Regions from separate parts of the Sus scrofa genome. Here region 1 is linked to region 2. A link is a contact called in public promoter capture Hi-C data. All regions are on one chromosome and are shown on one strand. The core of a region is the stretch at or near the end of the contact, and the rest is flanking DNA. Distances in the headings are between cores, read along the strand shown.

What was found. Promoter capture Hi-C pulls out the DNA fragments that hold promoters and counts their contacts.
Region 1: a promoter capture Hi-C map of fetal liver shows a contact between it and region 2, with 2.3 times the contacts expected there. The contact joins the promoter of CADM3 here to the promoter of LOC100155689 in region 2. A contact is called at or near these places in 1 of 5 promoter capture datasets (fetal liver) and 2 of 47 Hi-C or Micro-C datasets (embryonic fibroblasts and liver).

Annotation. Positions count from the first base shown.
Region 1 is chr4:91,258,875-91,261,574 of Sscrofa11.1, forward strand. CADM3 (cell adhesion molecule 3) reads right to left here and starts at 1,251. Exons shown (of 9, transcript XM_003481427.4): 1 at 990-1,251. The coding sequence starts at 1,071.
Region 2 is chr4:90,895,191-90,897,890 of Sscrofa11.1, forward strand. LOC100155689 (putative olfactory receptor 10J6) reads right to left here and starts at 1,426. Exons shown (of 1, transcript XM_021089594.1): 1 at 1-1,426. The region is part of intron 1 of LOC100520241 (olfactory receptor 10J1-like); the gene reads left to right.

The DNA of each region.
Region 1 (2,700 bases), core at 1-2,500, 360 kb after region 2:
CACAGCGCTGACCTACATAGCCAGGGCCAGGGCGGGAGGGGCTCTTCCCCAAGTCCCCTCACCCCTGGCCCCGCCTCCTCCCCCCCTTCATCTCCCTACTGTTACAAACCCAAGAAGATTTGAGTTTCAGACTGAAGCAAGAGGGGCTAAGCAAGCCACCCCACCCCAAATTTGGAGAATCAATCTTGGTCCAGGAAAGCTTTGGGCTTTCTCTGCATCCTCCTCCCCAAATATCTTCATCCTTCCTTTTGCCCAACCTTCCCCCACTGCCTCCCCCCGCCTCCTCCGCTCTTGTCTGGGCTTCTTTTCCCAGCTTCTGCCGCCGCCAGGGATATTGCCATCCCGGGCCCTCTCCGCCCAGTGTTGTTGTTTTGCTCCAAGGAGAAGCACCCCCCTCCCTGTTCCTTGCCCACGCCCCCCTCAACAGCCTCACCCAGGCCCCCTTCCCTGCCCACTCCAAGCTGCGCCGCGGGTGAAGGGGGGCGGGGGAGCAGAAATGTTTGCATACAGCAGTTTGGGGGATTGCACTGGCTACCCAACCCCTCCAGACATACATACACAAACACCCGACACACGCCCTGACTGAAACAGCGACAAATCTCACTCCGCCCCCAACACACACTGACACAGACATACACACAGATACTGACACAGAAACGCAGAACCAGACACCAACACAGACGCGCACACCCAGACACACACACGGACCTCAACACATCTAGACCTCTGGCTGCTTATAACAGCCCCAGACCCCAGGTGCACACGCAGACACACTCGACGGTGTGCAAGGAGGGTGCCTACCCGGCACACCCCACGGTCCACAGAGACACGGATGCTCAGAGACAGACACAGGGGTATTAACAGCGACTGGCGACTTTAACCCCCGGTTCCAAACAAAGCCAACAGGCTCCCTCCGCCCACGCTGCCGGTCCGAACCCCCGCCCCGGCCCCTCCCCACCTCCCCTGGCGCCGCCCCCTCCCTCACTCACCGTCCTGGGAGAGGTTGGCCCCGCCGGGCGCCCAGCAGCAGGCGAAAAGCAGGAGCAGGGGCAGGGCTGAAGGGGCCCCCATCGCGCTTCCCGGCCGGCTCCCTGGCTGGGCGCTGGCGAGCCTGGGTCCCCAGGGGCTGGGGCTGGGGTGGGGGGGTAGACGACGACACTGACCGAAAGGGCGCCCCCGAGCCGCTTCGGAGCCCGGGGCCGAGGCGGGGACCGGGAGGGAGCCGGCGCTGCTGCAGTCGCGGGGATTAAATAGGGCGCTCGGAGCAAACCATTCTGTTGGAGGTGGAGGGGGGGTGACGGGGGGCTGGGCTGGTCGCGGGGGGGACAGCCTGCCGCATTCCCCACTCCCCCCGCCTCCAGCACCCCCTCCGCGCCGTCGTGGTGCCTTCCACCTTCTCCCCCGGGAGCTCCACCAGCCGGGTTCGGGTGTGGAGCAGAGGGAGCGAGCTGGCTCAGCAGTGGGACCCGGCGCCCACCCCTCTTAGGCTCGGGGTGGAGGGAGGGGAGTCGGACAGGGCCCTGGGCCAGCTGGCGGGAGCGGCCACTGCAGGCCTGGGCAAGGGCGTGCCCACTAGCCCGAGATCCTCCAGCCCCGCCCTCCCTCCTTTGGCAACTGGGGATCCCCAGGAGCCCTGGGGTCCCCCTGTCAACAGTGTGCTCAGGGACATCTCAGCAGTGGTTGACCAGTTGCCTTGCTCATTCTCTGAAGAGCTAACATCCCTAGTTCCTCTGGCCCAAGAGCCCCAAGTTATACGTCCAGCAACAATTTGTGGCCCCAGGCAATATCCTTTGAAAGGCGTCTTCCAGCAAACCCCTAGGCCTTGGGATCCACGCTTCCTTCAGTCCCTCCTCGAAGACTGACTCTCCTACTCTTCCCCCCCACCGCACCCCACCCCCGGCCCCAAACACAGTGATTTCTCTTCAGACTGCCCAACCAAGCAGCCTACAAAACCACTCAGTTGTTTGCCCCCTTAATCCTTCCTGTTCCCCCACTTTACTGCCGGCCCTTACCCTCAATATTTTTCTTCTTTCTTAATACTTCAGAGAATCTTGTCCTTCCCTCTCAAGTTTTAGTGAGTAATCTTCCGGGATGAATCTACAGATCTTCAGGAAGCTGCCCCCTTTAAGGACCCCTGCATCTGTGGTTAATGCAGTTCTCAGTGCCTGAGGCCAGATATAAGATGGATGAGAGAGGCTGGATGACTCTACTTGCTCTTGGCTCAAGAGTTCCAAACCCCTGGGGTTTGCTAGTATTTTTTTGTTTGTTTGTTTTTGTTTTCTGTGACTGAGGATCTCTGGGAGAGTCTTGGTACATCCCAGAGAGAGACCCTTCCGAGTCAGTTTTGCTCAAACTTAACTTTGGGGCATACATTCCTAAATTTTACAATCTCTGAATCAGATAATTTTACATATATAAGGATTCTTGGAAAATATTTGACCCAACCCCTTATTACACAGGTGCAGCTGAGATTGTAAGTGTATTAACTAATCTACCTAAGGTTATTTTGGCAGGTAATACTAGAAAACACAAGTGTTAGCCAGGACGTGGAACAATAGAAATTTTTTTTTGGCCACACCTTTCGCATGCAGAACAGTGGCAACTCTGGATCATTAACCTGCTGCCCCACCAGGGAACTCCTGGAACAGTATCATCTTTATTTTTTATTTTATTTTATTTTTTTATTTTTTATTTTTTTGT
Region 2 (2,700 bases), core at 176-2,675:
TTGGCGAAAGTGCTGTTGGACAGTGCTGCTCTCGTGTATTGCCATAGACAGCGGTGTGGAATACATTAAATAAGAATAACAAAACTATTTTAAGAACAATAATATGGTGTGCTGTCATATGGTTAAATATGTGTGTGAATAAGCCTATAAATATTTATATATGCAAAAAGTCTGAAAGTATATACATCTGGTATTATTGTGGGTGAACCATTATGTTGGGGTGGGGGTGAGATTCTAGGTAACTTTGACTTTTTACACACTGCTGTATTTACAGTTAGGATCGCGGTCCTTATTTTAAATTATTTAACTTTTGAGTGCAGAAGTATAGCTCTTAAATAGTTTGGAAAGTCAAGGAGAAGGACCAATGAGAACAGAAGTTAGATTGAGTGAGGAGGAGGTCACTGATGACATACTGGCCAGTTTCAGTAGAGTCTTGGGCTGGAAAGCAAGGTTATAGGGAGGAAACAAACAAACAAAAAACTTTAACATGTCATCAATGAGAACAGGAGATTGTATGTGCGTTTCCCTTTCCTGATGAGCCTATTGCAATGAATGACAAAAAATGGTTAAGAAGATACTGAGCCAGGAAAACTGTGGACGTAATTTGGGAGAGGAAAGAAGAAGAATATTACTGAATTGAGTCAGGAGGAGGAAAAAAAACCCTCATTTTTTTTAGGGCCTGAAAAGTGCTGCCTTCACCCCAAATCAGCCACAGATTTCTTGTAGGTATGCTTCAGGTAAATATGAATTTACTTTATTTGAGTAAATTTTAAAGTTATAAACAGGATGGCTGATGACTAGGAAATGTGGTCCAGGTACATGAGTCCAGGAGAAAGAGGGGAAGAAGTAAGCTTATTGCCTGTGGTGTACTTTTGAATTAGATTGAACAGACAATGAAAGACTATCTTAGGCAGAATATTCTTAGAACTTGGGGAAAAAATGCAAAAAGGCGGCCAGATCAAGACATGTGGGAGGACATAATGCAAATGTTCAACGCAAATGTTCAAGTAATGTTCTTTCCATGTTCGTGTTTATTTAGAGGAAAGGGGTGCGGTATGAGAGGGAAGGGTGAAGCACCACCACTTGGGGGAGCTATTATGTCTCCTACCTGAGGAACTCTGGTACCGCCCAAACCTCAGCATTCCCTTTAGCCAAAATAAACAAAGTCCTGCAGTAAATGGGATTCACCCTCCATAACATACACTTTGGTGACTAGCTCTACCTCCTAGGGTAGGTGTCATCTGCTTACCCGGATTTTTTCCAGTTATTCCTCCCTACCTTTACTCTTCATGTCTTCAGTTCTAGGATGCAGTTCGCACCATCTTGTCACATCTCCAGGGACATTTTAGCATTAAGGACTAAAATTGCAGATGAAGGGCGATTGCCTCCTATCTCACTTTTAAACTTCTTTTTGAAGTGTAGGAGCAATCCCAATTTGTTACTTTTTTTTTTTTTTTTTTTTTTTGTCTTTTGTCCTTTTAGGGCCGCACCCATGGCATATGGAGGTTTCCAGGCTAGGGGTCCAATCGAAGCTGTAGCTGCTGGCCTACACCACAGCCAGAGCAATGTCAGATCCCAGCCGCATCTGTGATCTACACCACAGCTCATGGCAACGCTGATCCTCAACCCACTGAGCGAGGCCAGGGATCGAACCTGCAACCTCATGGTTCCTAGTTGGATTCGTTTCGGCTGCACCATGATGGGAACTCCCCACACTGTTACCGTTGAGGCCTGTAATGAGAAACCCATGATTGTTACTGCCCCTGCAGGAGAGAGGCCCCAGTGAAGGAGATGAGCAAGTGTGGGATGCGGGAGTAAATCATATGGGAGTCCTGCTGGGTTGTCTTGGATTCTCACACAGAAGAGATTAGGTAGCAGCAGACACCAGTGTTCACCATGGCCACCGTGGCGGGAGAAAAGAGGTCTCAGAGAGCACTGTGGTGCCAGAGAAGTGTGTGGAATGGGTGGGTGGCTTCCACCAGGGGAGATTGGCTGGGACAAGTGCTCAGCTGTGAGAACAGGTGTCAGTGAACTCAAGGACGATTTTAGCACCAGATGGCCACCTCCTGTCCCCCTGCTGGTTGCTCTTTTAATCAGCCCAGCCAGAAGTGACTGCAGCTGGGCACCGTAGCAGCAGGGCTCTGTGTGGCTGAACCCGAGGGGTGTTTCTGGGGAAGTCAGTAGATAATCTCAAAAGCGCAGTAGAGAACAGAAAGGAGCTTTCAAAATGATTTATACACTCCAGAAGGACAAAAACCCTGTGGGGGAGTAAGAGTACTGAAATGTGCTCATGCATCAAAATTTTAGTCATGAAGCTGAGATTCTTACTAGAGGAAAAAGGAAAAGAAAATCAAGGGGAAAAACACATTTTGAGGGTGTAAAGGAAATACCATTTGCAAAGTGAAGAAACGATGACAAAATCCATGGGTGCTTAAAAATATCTAAATCTTTATAAGCAAAATCTGTGCCTAGAAACAGAATCTGTGTTTAAAAAAAAATTAAAAGATGTAAGGTAGGCTAAGCCTCTAAAAATCTATTTTGTGTTAAAAGGAGTTATGCAGCTAAAAAAAAAAAAAATTAATGACATCTTTTAACCAGACTTTCCATCCTGTCCTTTTCCTTTCATTAGACAAAATAGGTGTAAGGAGCCAGAAATGGAGGAGTTGACTTCTTAAGAAGCTGATGATTGTGTGAACTATT